2 separate regions of the Mus musculus genome follow, and region 1 is linked to region 2. Evidence: chromatin contacts called from public HiChIP or PLAC-seq data. All regions are on one chromosome and are shown on one strand. The core of a region is the stretch at or near the end of the contact, and the rest is flanking DNA. Distances in the headings are between cores, read along the strand shown.

Region 1 (6,977 bases), core at 250-2,749, 100 kb before region 2:
ACAGCCCCTAACAACACAGCAGCACCAAGCCACTCAATCCCCAACTTGCTAACTAGCATCTGAAAGCTTCTAAATTGTTACTTTCAGCATTATTTCATATAAGTGGAATCTGAAGTAGGTCAGATTGTTTTTTTTTTTAATTTGTATTACTTGCGTATCTAAAATTATTTTAGATTGATACTGGTTTAGTCATTTGCTCTTGCAGAGTTATTTGTGACGAAAGCTCAGAGACTGAATGTTATTCTTTTAATGCTATGCTGTTACTACTCACTCTAACGTGCGTGCACTTTATGAGAATCTGGGAGTCATTCTAACACAGAGAATCCCTGCGGTAAGTTCTTTACCTACTCTGTTATGATGCAGTGTTTTAGCAAAGCTTCTTAATTATTTAAGTGTTATAGCAGGTGTTCAAACTTTCTTTAAAATGCTGAATATCTTAGAAAGTATTTTCTAATTTTGTATTATTATTTTACTTTAGAGCTTTTTTAAAGAGGGAATTGTAATTATATATTAAATAAAATTTGCTGTTAAATAGTATTCATGTTAAATTCCATAGGATCATTTCAGTGGACAATTTTAAAAGCTTCTTCAAGATTGAAGGTCTGTCAGTTCTTTGAAAAAGTAGTTTATCATTTCTCTACATTTTAATCTTACAGAAATGGCACATGTCAAAGCAGTTAAAGTAGGTAATTAACTCTCTACACTAATTTTAAAAATATCCTAGGCTAATTGTTGTACTGTCTTTACTTCTGTCAGATTGGAGTTTAATAAGAGTACCCATGCCCACTCCAGTTTGCTGTGCTGAATCAGATGTGCTGGGGCAGATATTTGATAGAGAAGCCTCGTAGCTGATTTCAGCATGGACCAAACACTGAGAGCTGCCTCCCAAGCACTGCTTGGTGCTCTGTCTTTGAGAAGCACTTGAAATGACGTTCTGGAATATATATATATATATTATCATTTACCTGGAGATTTTTAATCTGTTATTGAATTAAAAATACCACCAAATAAAAAGATGAATTCTGCATTTTCACTCACTATTTTGACTAACAATGAGATGGAGATATTAGGACATTGATTTCTTTGTTTCTTTTCTACTTGAGGCAGGTTTTATTATGTATCACTCTGTTCAGATTGGATTTATTAAATAGCCTAAGTGTGGAGTTCACAGTAATCGTGCTGCCTCAGACTCCTGCGTCCTGGCTTATAGCTGTGTACCACTCTCTACAGTAATCCCTCGAGACATGATGTAGTCTTCTTTTGCCTTCTTCAACCCCTGCCTCTGCTTATTGACAAAAGATTTGCTGTGTTTAAGGATTTATCATATAAACATAGTGCCTGCCAGGAAATGTACAAAGATAATTCTGTCCACTTGAAGAAAGGCGAGAAAGCCGAGATCAGTAGCTGTAAAATAAGCAGAAATGCTGGGTGGTGGCTCACAGGAAGTTCAAAAAGGAAGTGTGAGCAGTCGAGTAGTGGAGAGAGAAAGGGCCATTCATCGTTCACCTGGGTAGACAAAGAAAGTGACTGAGGGAAGTTACATGTGGCTGACTGAAGAGGAGCTAGGCAGAATGCAGAAAGTATCTAAAGAGAAAGAATGAGGTAACAGTCAGAAATGTGTAACCCAGCAGCCACGCTGACTTGCATGCACAGCCTGAATTCGCTGGGCCGCATTTATAGCCCGTGTGGTCACGTCCTACCGTAGTTGATGGCGGAAAGGCAGAAATTAGACTCCCAGGTTTGTAACGTGATTCCATACAGGTGACCTCAGGTGACTTACTTCAGAAAAGCAGTTCTTAGACTGCTGGGTCATATTCTCAAGAATTTGAGCTGTGGAATGCTGCAGTGTTAAGTAAGGTGTAAATGAAAAGGTCCTGCGGAATTGGCCAGAAAGTCAGTGAGAAAAGTCAAGAGTACTGGAGAAAGCTGGTGTTTTAAGAAAGGATTGCGTCTTAGACCAGTAAATTTGAAGACAAGGGGACACAGTTTCATACAATAGTATGGAAATGAGCCTGTGGAGGTCAGCCTTGTCAGGGCTTTATCTATCTTTGCATACATTGTATTCTGGTCAAGATTTTCCGGTCCCCCAGCTCCTCCCAGATCCTCTACACCTCCCCACCCATAGCCAACTCTGACCCTTTCTCTCTTTAAAAAACAAACAGGCAAACAAACGATTCTGTTCTTTCTGTGTTGGCCATAGGGCACGAGGCCTATCCTGAAGTGTGGCGAATATATCGAGCTATACTCCACTGGAAAAACTAATTTTTTCCTTCACAAGTAGATGTGGATAGCAGATTGCTTCTTGGTGAGGGGTGGGAGTCTAGATCTCTTTCCCTCTGTCCCCACCGGGACCCTGTCTGACTTTAACTTATGCAAGCTCTGGGTGTGCTACCACAGCCTTAGAATTCTTATGTGCCTCAGTCCTATTGTGTCTGGAGGATACTATTCCCTTGGAGTCCTCCATCCCCTCTGGCTCTTACAATCTTTCTGTCCTCTTCTACTTGGCTCTCCGAGCCTTAACAGGTGGGCTTGATGAAGACATCCCATTTAGGACTGTGGTCCAAAATCCCATTGTCCAGTTGTGGGTCTCTGTGTTAGTTTGCAGCTTCTTCAAGAAGCAGCTTCTCTGATTATGGCTGAGTGATATAAGATGCACTGATATATGGGGTGGTAGTAGAATGTTATTAGAAAGCATTTTATTGCTATGTTTCTTTAACAGAAACATATAATTTGGGTTTACCTTGGGCCCGTGGCCTGTCTAGTCTCAAGTTGTGTCAGGAATGAATTCCATCTTATGAAGTGGGTCTTAACTCAGTGGTTCACAGCTTTACCAATGCTATGATCCTTTAGTACAGTTCCTCACGTTGTAGTGACCCCCAATTATACAATTATTTTGTTGCTACTTCATTCAATTTTGCTACTGTTATGAATTATAGTCTGTGGTTTTTGATGGTCTTAGGCAACCCCTGTGAAAGGGTCATTTGACCCCAAAGAAGTTGCAGCTCACAAGATGAGAACTGTCTTAAATTCAGTCAGAGTAATTGGTTTCTCCTCACTCTGTGCCACAATTGCACTACCATACTGTGCAGGCAGGCTACTGCTGGAGATCAAAGGTTTTGCCTGTATTGGTCACCTTTCTCCTCAAGTATTGTGCAGAGTACCTTAAAACCTCTAGTCAGGTACCAGCTAGGCTTGTGTTCCAGGAGATCTGTGTTGTCTTCACCAATAAGGTCTTGCCATCCGTTTGTGGAAAGCAATCAATAGTCTTTGGCAATAGCTTGAATTGTTTGAGGGTCTCCATGGGGCCCTTTGGACAACACTGAATTAGGTGTGACCCAATCCTGGCACTGGAGGTTTCACTTGGTGGTGGAAAATGTCTAGCTGGAGCATTGTCTGCCCCACGTTGAGGGAGTGCTTTTAGATTTCTTTGACATAGGAATATATTTTAGAAGTTCCTACAGTAGTGGGTTTCCAAATGCCTCCAATGTTGGTTGTCCCTCACCATACTACCTTCTTGATCCTCTCCTCACGCCTTCCTGTTTAGCTCTCTACTTCAGTCATGTTCTGCCTCCTTCTCTTAATAGTGTTTTCTCGGGGCTGGCGAGATGGCTCAGTGGTTAAGAGCGCCGACTGCTCTTCTGAAGGTCCCGAGTTCAAATCCCAGCAACCACATGGTGGCTCACAACCATCCATAACGAAATCTGATGCCCTCTTCTGGAGTGTCTGAAGACAGCTACAGTGTACTTACATATAATAAATAAATAAATCTTAAAAAAAAAAATAGTGTTTTCTCTTCCCCTTCCTTAGATCCTCTCCTCCCCCACTCGTCCCCTACTAGGTACTGAGCCTCTGGTTCTGTGGATTGTAGCATATATATCACAGGCTTTAAAGCTGACATCCACATAGTATCAGTCAGGGTTCACCAGAAAAACAAGTGATAGAATGACTCTGTGTGTGTGTGTGTGTGTGTGTGTGTGTGTGTGTGTGTGTGTGAGAAAGAGAGGAGAGAGAGAGAGAGGAAGAGAGAGAGGGGGGGGGATTTATTTGAGTGGCTTATAAGCTTTGATCAATAATTTTTATCTTGAAATCCCCCCAAAAGTAGGCTCTAATACCAGTAAAGGAATGAAGTTGCCAGCAGGAATGAGGGCAAGCAGGCACAAAGCAAAATCACTTTCCTCCTTGTCCTATATATGAGCTGCCACTTGGTGGTGTGGCCCAGATTTAAGGAGGGTCTTCTGACTTCAGTGAGCCAGTCAAGAAAACCCCCTCCTGGGTGTGGCCACCTGTGTGAGCTCTAGTTAATTTCAGATGTAGTCAGGTTGACCAGAATAGCAGACATGACATGTAAGGTAAAATGCACCCCTTTGGTCTTTTGAAACTAAGTTAAATCCCTTGGGTTTTTTTTTTTTTTCCTACCTCATGGGAATTTTATAATTTTAACAGCTATACAGTATTTTCATTGTCTGTGGTGGAGTAAATGTCTCTATGGTAGGATATAGAGTCCTTTGGGTATATGCCCAAATGTTACTACTTGGACTTGAGCTATATCTGCAGCCTCCTGAGGTCCCATCACACTGATTTCCTAGTAATTGTGAAAAGGTTGCCCTTCCACCAGCCAGGAGTGCTGTTCCCCTTATCCCACATCCTCATCAGGATGAGCTGCGTTTGTTTTATTGATCTTGCTGTAAGATGCAACCCCCAAAGCCATTTCCATTTGCATCTCCCCGATGACTAAGGGTGTTTAGAATTTTGTTAAGTGTTTCTCAGCCATGGCTGTTTCATCTTTATCATCAAGTGTTTTAAAAGTGTGCCACTGAATTTTGCTTTCAGAGTTGAAGCATTATTAGTATAATATGATCTGTGACTATATGATATAATGGCATCAGAATAAATGGATCTAAGCATTCTGCTGGCCTCTGAGGCAGTAAATAATGGCCTGTCACATTGTATCATCAAACTTTCCCTACCATTGTCAGAACCAGTAGTTGTCTGCTAAGCTGGCCTCACCTCAGTTAAGTGTGGACATGTGTTACCATGGAGACACAGGTGGTAGGAGCCCAGGATAGGTGCACACACAGACTGGTCACATGCCTGCCACTGCAGGCTCAGACAGGCTTACTGCTGGTCCTTCAGCCATCTTCTACACATCCTCTTGGAAGAAAATAGGAGCATTTGGGCCCTACTATATCATACAGGAGTAGACTGAGAAAGCAAACTGCATTGCTGAGGGACTTGAATGTATAATCCTAAAAGTCCATCTCCTTCCAGAACCCTGTAGACTCTTACCCAACATAGGATGGAACACTGCCTCAAGGCAGTGAGAAGCAGACTACAGCTACACCGAATAGCATGAGGGACGCCATCAATATTGGATCAAGAAGAGCCAGACGAAGAAAGGATATCTAAACTCAAGACAGTCATTGTCTGTTCAAGGAAGCTTTATTTTCTTGCTTTTGTGAAATTATTAGCACCTGTCTGTAATGTCTAAACGTCTATGTGGAATACTTTTTGACTTCTGAACTTTGATCTCTCTCAAAATCCACTGTAAACTTGCCAGCTGCAAAGCAAATCTGCCATATCATTTGGTTAAGATATCTGTAGTGACTTTACTTTTCTTTGGTTTTTGTGTTCGTTTTTCATTACAAAAAGAACTACTATAGTTCTGTGGCTTGTTTCAGGGTTGATATTTTAGTCTCTATGTTAAGAATCAGCTTTTTCTCGAGAACAAGTACACAAAATTTTATACTTTGATAAAAATAATTTGTTCTGATTTACAAAAGAAAAAAATAGTCTACAAAATATTAGTCTCCAAAAGTGTTGAGATGAATGTATGAAAACTGTTTTCAAGCTTCTTATAGATGTTCGCCCACAGGAACAAGAGCAAAGCCTGCGGAAGATGACGGCATGTAAGTTTCTCCATAAGTCGGTGCCCAGTAATAATGCCTTTTAAGGCCGTTGGAGACTTCTGAAAGGTAAATATGTTCGTCCACCATATACGGTTCCACATCTGTATTATCTGGCTTTAGTCGGCCACTCTTTATCAAATCTGAATATGCCTAGGATTTTTAGAAAAAGAAAAAAAACAGTCATTAAGAATAATTTATTCAGTTTATAGTGACTGTTCAAATAAATATTCAATTTAACTGTTATTTTGTAGGTTAAAATAAAGTACTCTTAATAACATTGCTGAGTTTTAGTATTATTCCAGATATTATAGGTAAATTGTTATTTATTTATTTATACATAATGAAAGTATAATATTATAAAACCAATTTTTAAGTTCTAACATAAGGTATGTTTTTCATATGTAAATCCCTTTGTGAATCTGCGTTAATCCTCAGTAATACCCTGGTGTGGCTGATGGTCAGATTTTTCAAGTTCTCTTAAGTATTGGGCAGAGTGGAGACCTTATGTGTTGGTGCGTGCCTGTATTTTAAGAGTGGAGACCTTATGTGTTGGTGCGTGCCTGTATTAAGAGTGGAGACCTTATGTGTTGGCGCGTGCCTGTGTTTTAAGCATGCAGAACTGAGGCAAGAGGACGACTGAACTCAAGACCAGCTGAGCTGTAGTCCTCTTCTGTCAACTCTGATGGTCAGTATGGACTCACATCTCAAAACAAACCAACAGTTCCATATGGAAATTAGTTGATGAATCCCTTGAAGTCTATATGGAAATTTACTTTTAAAAAAGAATTATGCTGGGCCAGCACCCTGAGCAGACCTTGGGCGCAAACTCCACAGCCAGCCCCACAACACCCAGAGGCAGCTCCACTCCCAGGCGCTCTAACACGCCCAGGATCAGAGGATCACAGGATCCCAGGAGCTTGGTCACACACAGAATCTCAAGATCACAGGATCCCAGAATCATAGGATCACAGAGACAGCTTGACTCAGAAGAGTTCTGACACAACCAGGATCACAGGAAGGACAGGCTCCAGTCAAAGATAGCCAGGGCAGGTAGCACTAGAGGTAGCCAGA
Region 2 (6,882 bases), core at 1,887-4,386:
ACATGCCCGTGGAAGTCAAAGAATGAGCTCAAAGGAGTGACAACATCAGCCCAAACCTCAGGTGACGAGCCAGTTAAAACTGCTGCCTCCTTTATAAAGAACTGTTTATTGATTCTTTGTGAGTTTTGTATCATGAACCCCAGTCCTGCTCACCTCCCCATCCCCTCACATCTTCCCTTAGCCCTTGCATCCACCTGCAATAAACCACACCAGCAAACAAAACAAAGCATAGAAAACATCTCATCATGGAAGTTGTAGAGTGTCACAGTGTGTCCCACAGTGTGTTCCTCTGTCCACACATCTTTACTTGCAAATATTCATTGCAATGAGTCTTTGGTCTGGTTTGAGATCTCTGTCTTCTGTGACAACATCGATATTGGATCCTCATTGGGTCTCCTCCCAGTTATCCTGTTGTTGCCCCGTGTCATGGAGATCCTGCAGCTTTGGGTCAGCTGGACTGGCCCTTTCACATGTCTCAACCATTCACAGATGATATAAATCTTGGGGTAGGCCCACCATTGCAACCGGGAGACACTCAGCGACATCTTGTCCTCACACTATCCCCATCCCAAAAGGACCTCATTCTCTCCTGCATCCTCTCGTCCTCCATCCAACCTGGAAGTCCCTCCTACTCACCCAATGATTGGCTCCTTTATTCATTAGGGGATTGGTTCACAAGAAGTCACCTGAGTATGTGTGACTCATTCCTTGTCTGCAACCCCTCCCAGAGGAACGGAATTAGCATCAAAACAGCACCAGGCCCAACCACAACACTACACCTTGCCACTTTTGGTAGTTGGGAAAGCTGCCCACTTGGTCATGAGCTAGGATGAGCTAGCCCTTCCCCCTCACCAGCTGTGACACTCAGGAGAGCAGGCTTTGCACCTTGCATAGATAGCACGGTGGAGCTGTCCCTCAGGGCCAGATCCAAGACTCTGAGATGCATCTAATAATGCATCTAATGGTCATGCTCTTAAACACCACTCAAGAGTCTTTGAACAGTTCCAGTTTAGATGGATATTACAACAATTTAACATTTTCTCTCACTTTTACTCATTCTTTTCCTTCATTTTTATTTTACATGGATGGGAGTTCTGCCTGCATTATGTTGGTGTGCCACATGCATGTAGGGCCCACAGAGGCCAGAAGAGGGCATTGAATCCCCTGGGACTGGAGTTGCAAATGGTAATTACAAAACTACCGCATGGTTGATGGGAATGCAACCCAAGTCCTCTTGAAGAACAGCCAGTGCTCTTAAGTCATCCCTCCACCCTCTTCCATGATGGTCTAAATTGATGAACACAGACGTGCATAGAAGAATATGCTACCTCTGTGGAACTAAATCTTGTGGTATCTGGACATTTTTCCTCAACCAGATTTCTTACACAGACCCTTCCTTTGTCATCCTCTGAACTTTGTTCATCTTATTTGTGCAGAGTGTGTGTGTGTGTGTGCACGGGGGTGGGGGGTGGGGTGCTCACGTATGGAGGTCAGAGGGCAACTTGCAGGAGTCAGCTCTCTCCTTTCATCATGTGAGACCTGGGAATTGAACTCAGGCCAGGAAGGCTTGGTGACAAGTGCTTTAGCTTACTGAGCCATCTTGCTGACCCCATTCGTTTCTTCCTCAGCATCAGTCACCAACATAGAAAGAAGAATTGTCTTCTCTTGGTGACTTTCTGTCTTAATTCATTTTAAAGAGGTCAAACTTGTCCAATTTCAAATGTTTCCTTCTCAGAGAGAGGCAATATTCTGGTCCCACACATGTGAAGCCAGCCACAGGGGGCCTTAGAGCAGCAATTCATATCAGGCCTGCTCACTAAGTTGCCGGATGTTTATAGAGGCTGGTAGGGGGCCAGGATGCTTTAGGGATCTCAGCTGTCTCTTGGCAGGAGAGACAGCTGAGAGCTCCAGGCTCCAGAGGAGGCTGGCAGTCTGGTCCCTTTTATGACAACTGGCCTCTCACCAGGCAAAGGTGGGTGGAGCTGCCCCCCATGGCCGAGATTTTTCTTTCTGCACTACTGCGGAGGGAGAGCGAAGGCCCCAGTGTCCTCAGAAGAAACGGCTATTTTTAAAACATGATTTAATCTTGACCTCATAACTTAAAATCTTTCGGGATAGTTCAGAATGTGCATAACATAGTAAGTCACAGGGTAGACTGTGATTTATGAATATATAAATGTATTCATGTAGATATAATGAAGAGATTCATTCTTCAAATGTGTGTGTGTGTGTGTGTGTGTGTGTGTGTGTGTGTATGTGTGTGTGTGAAATGTGCATGCATAGTTCACAGTGTTGGGAATTGAACTTAGGGCCTCAAACATGCTAGGCAAGAACTCTCTGCAACTCATCTGTATTCTCAGTCCAAAAAGAAAAATGTTTTCTTTTAGGAATTTTTTTAATTAAACATTTGTATCCTACTGGTCTATGAGCTGACCATCTAGTGTCCTTCTCCACAAAAGAACTTTAAAGAGCTTCTTTGGGAAAAACCCAATTTGAAACAGCTTCAAATGGCCAAAGACTAATTAAACGCTATCAGATAAAAATACATGAATGTATAATGAAATTTTGACAATAAATCAATTTGTCATCAGTGAACCAACTCTTTAATATGAAAATGAGACTTTTCTGTGTGCTGTGCTGAGATTGGCTGAGTATCTGGTACTGGGAATACAATCATCAAATATATGTGCTGATGGTACTGGAAGACAGGGGTGGGGAAGGAGAGGGGGTGGTCTGAGAAGTAACTGGGTCTGATGAGCTGTGGCCTCAGCAGGATGTCCCTCGCTCTGGCTTTGTGATGGGTGGATGACACACCCAGCTCCTTTAAATCACACCGCCTCTAGAAGAATGGGTGATATAGAAGCCTAAGGCAGTAAAGTTGATGCTATGAAGGGTCTACTTAAGAGAGTTACGCAAAGGAGAATGCGGCTAAAGGAGTCCTGCCTCCAACAGGACTGGAGACCGCGTTGCATTGCCCAGGCGCTTTAGAAATCTGTATAAAAAAGACAATTCTGTAATATCATTGAAGTTTAGGGTTAACGAGAAAGTTCCTCTAATGTTTGTTCTCCTAGACTGACCTATGATGAGGCTCCATTCCCTTAACAAAAAGAGACAGCCCTGACTTACAGCCAGCCATCAGGGCCATCTCCATATCAAAGAGCATGACTCTAAGCAGTAGCCCAAGAAAGGCTCCTCAGGGTCACAGTCACCTTTAACTCCCCAATGGCCATTAAGTCAGAAGGAGCCAGTGAAAACTACTCGGAAAACGCCTCTGGTGTTTCAGAGATAATTCTGTCAATACCCTTTCTGTGTCCATCTCCCATCAGCCCAAGTGGCCAGACTTGCAGTCTCCTGTCTCTGTCCAACTGTTTAAAGTGTGGCCTGGGACTGAGACCAGAAAGAGGGTTAAGGGTTAAGAGCATATATGGATTGCACAAGCTTACAGTGTATCTACGTTCATGAGATTGTCTTTTTAATTTTTAAAGAATTATTTATTTTAGGTACATGAGTACACTGTAGCTGTCGTCAGACACACCAGAAGAGGGCATCAGATCCCTTTACAAATGGCTATGAGCCACCATGTGGTTGCTGGAAATTGAACTCAGGACCTCTTAACCCTTAAGCCATCTACTCAAGGCCAGCTCCTCTGGCGTTAGCCAGAGCCAGACATATGCTATTTACAGAGGTTAGCAGCAGAAGGGGATGCGGACAGCTATGAATACCAGAGCGGTTTCTCTTTCCCCACAGACATGGGTACTGAAGCCTGAAATATCGGTCTCTCAAATGAAGTAAGATCCAAACTAATCAGATCAAGCACGGAAATCTATTAGCTAGGTCTGGGGAAAATGTAAGGGCCTGAGGCATGTGTTCAGAACATCACGGGGCTACCACAAGTAAAATCGGACTTCAGAAGACTCGTTGGAAAGATGACCTGCTTTAACTGCATTTCAAGGAAAAAGAGGAAGAAAGAGAAAAGGAAAAAAACAAAACACAAGGGTTTAAAAGAAACTCAAGAAACATACACCAACGGTAAATCACAGACATTTTTGTGGGATCCTCATCCAAACAAACCAGTTTTATTAAAAACAATACGAGGAGCTGGAGAGACGGCTCAGTGGTTAGGAGCGATAGGCTGCTCTTGCAAGGGACTTAAGTTTAGCTCCCAGCATCCACACTGGGGTCACGAGCACCTGTTAACTCCAACTCTGAGGATACAGCGCCCTCCTCTGGCAGCGCCTGACACCCTCTCCCCTGCAAATGGCTGTGTATATTCACAAAGCCATACACACACATAAATACAAATAAGTCTTTAAAAGTAAAACAAAGTGTCTCTAGCTGCATATGTATCAGAAGATGGCTTAGTTGTCCATCATTGGGAAGAGAGGCCCCTTGGTCTTGCAAACTTTATATGCCCCAGTACAGGGGAATGCCAGGGCCAAGAAGTGGGAGTGGGTGGATAGGGGAGTGGGGAGTGGGGTATGGGGGACTTTTGGGATAGCTTTGAAATGTAAATGAAGAAAATACCTAATAAAAAATAAGTTTAAAAAAGTAAAACAAAATAAAATCTGAGAAGCAGGGTGATTTGAAGCTGACGAGGTGTTGAGAGGACTTTAGATTGGCATGGTTTTATGATAGTGTGGGGCTTTTTGTATATGAATATCACACTTATAAGACACTCATTCTAAAATATCTGCATGAAATGCTATTTTGACTGGCATTTGCTTCTATATAATCCATGGTGTCAGGAGACAAAGGCAGATTTATAAAAGAGACAAGAGTGTACCTGGGTTTGTGATTGGTGTAGCAACATAATTTTTTTACATTCCACTTCATGGCTGTAATTTGTTTCCTTTAGTATGTGTTTGAAATTATCCATAAGAAAAGTAGAGTTTTCAGCAAGAAACAAACAAACAAACAAACAAACAATGAATAAATGGACTAATGCAACTAACAGACAGTTCTCATAGGATGAAATACAAATAGCCAAAAACATTCAACCCCACTAGCTGTCAGAGAAATGCAAATAAGATCTACACTGAGATTCCACCTCACCTCAATCAGAATAGCAGCCACCAAGAAAACGGCAGCCAGTGCTGTCAGGGAGGTTGACAAAAAGGGACCCTTATGTGCTACAGATGGGAATGTGAACTTGCCTGGCAACTGCAGAAATCAGCACGGAGTTTTCTCAAAAACCTGGAGTCAGACCTACCATATGACACAACAATGCCACAGCTGGCCATGCACCTAACACACACCAGGAACACTTGAACATCAGCCTTCACTGTAGCTTACCCACAATAGCCCAGTTATGGAACCGGCCAGTGTCTAGCAACAGGGGAGTGGATAACAAGAATGTGGAGCATATACACTACCGATGTTTTCCAGCCATAATGCAGAAAACGTTATGTCACTGGTAGGAAAGCAATACAACTAGAGATAATAGTATTAATTAAGTTAAGCCAGTCTCAAAAAAAGAGAGAGAGAGAGACAAATAGTAGCATATTTTTTTTATCTCACTCAGGATTCTCAGAGTTTACATAGCTACAGGAAATCATATCAGCATATATAGCAAGAAAGTAGAAAAAAAGACAGATCAGTAGTGGGAGGAGAAGGCTGGAGGGGAGCATCTATGGGGGGATATGACCAATGTGCAGCACATGTACATATGTATGACAATGTCCTATGTAACACAGTGACATGAACAATGAGCAGAAAAAAATTGGCTATTAAAAACGTATTTAATGGCTAATACCCAGTAGCAAGCTTCCTAAACCACACACCAGGAAATATACTCCTCAGAGGCTCTCTGCCAGAGACAGAACAAAAACTAGGTTGAAAGGACCTATGAGCCTCTGCTGTGATTTCATATCTGAGGAAATGTCAACAGAAGAGAAATGACTCAGTAGGCACCTCACTTGCAAGGCCAGCCTGCTGACCTCAGCTGACCCTAGAACCCACAGTGGAAGGGAGAAATGACTTCTGAAAGTTGTCCTCTGACCTCCACATGTGCACTATGACATGCATAACCGCACTTAACACATAAACCCGCATGTGCACACAAGTCCAGGTCAGTACGCCTACATACATACACTTATTAGAGAAGCCAGCTATAGCCTCACCAAATGTCAGAATGTCACACACATAGCACCTCACCATTCTGGAACAGTATTTAACCAAAAGCACTCAGTACTGTTCAATTTTCCTTTCTACAATGGATGTCCTGGGCAAAGCAAAGGAGAAGGAGAAGGAGAAGGAGAAGGAGAAGAAAGAAGAAGAAGAAGAAGGAGGAGGAGGAGGAGGAGGAGGAGGAGGAGGAGGAGGAGGAGGAGGAGGAGGAGGAGAAGAAGAAGAAGAAGAAGAAGAAGAAGAAGAAGAAGAAGAAGAAGAAGAAGAAGAAGAAGAAGAAGAAGAAGAAGAAGTCTTCTGTGGCTTTCTATCTAATTTTAAAGACAACATCTCTCACTGAATGGATTTTATCTTTTGGACTAGACTGGAGGTCTGTGAGCCAGAACATAGATCAGACACTGAATATTCATTTAAAAGGCCTTGTCACAGTCATGGGAGATGTTATCCAACTGGTATATTAATATTATCAATAAAGCACCCCAGGACCTTATGCTGTGAGAACTTTTGGCAACTGTAACGAAGTATGGCGAATCAGTGGCTTATAAAACGAGGGCTTATTGTGTCTTTCTAGAAGCTTACAATTCATAATCGGGGTTGGTTCCTTCTGTGGCCTGGGAAGGAAGGAAATGTGCCCCGGGGACTGTAGCTGGTAGAGGTTGGCTAACAGTCTTCTGTGTTCATTGGTGTATAGGCATGTCCCTTCTTCAGAGCCAGGTGGCAACGTTCTCTTGTATGCATCTGTCTCCAAACTTTATT

What was found. HiChIP or PLAC-seq counts read pairs in DNA pulled down with a chosen protein or histone mark.
Region 1: an H3K27ac HiChIP or PLAC-seq map of embryonic stem cells shows a contact between it and region 2, with 9 read pairs. The contact joins two enhancer-like sites. A contact is called at or near these places in 3 of 15 datasets of contacts at CTCF or cohesin (all in embryonic stem cells), 35 of 484 Hi-C or Micro-C datasets (the G1E-ER4 cell line, embryonic stem cells, induced pluripotent stem cells and 1 more), 8 of 115 datasets of contacts at active chromatin or transcription factors (all in embryonic stem cells) and 1 of 9 other capture datasets (embryonic stem cells).

What each region holds. Positions count from the first base shown.
Region 1 is chr3:30,618,847-30,625,823 of GRCm38.p6, forward strand. Mynn (myoneurin) reads left to right here. Exons shown (of 8, transcript NM_030557.3): 8 at 1-1,027. Lrrc34 (leucine rich repeat containing 34) reads right to left here. Exons shown (of 11, transcript NM_027941.1): 11 at 5,421-6,056. The coding sequence ends at 5,853. Among named protein-coding and RNA genes, the nearest start is that of Mynn, 20 kb to the left of the region's middle. Within about 2 kb of position 1,500, at least 31 of the 459 cell types and tissues checked have an H3K27ac peak or open chromatin away from gene starts, as enhancers often do. A contact at or near this core is called in embryonic stem cells and induced pluripotent stem cells, where this site is marked.
Region 2 is chr3:30,721,500-30,728,381 of GRCm38.p6, forward strand. No RefSeq gene overlaps it. Among named protein-coding and RNA genes, the nearest start is that of Samd7, 21 kb to the right of the region's middle. Within about 2 kb of position 3,137, at least 15 of the 459 cell types and tissues checked have an H3K27ac peak or open chromatin away from gene starts, as enhancers often do. A contact at or near this core is called in embryonic stem cells and induced pluripotent stem cells, where this site is marked.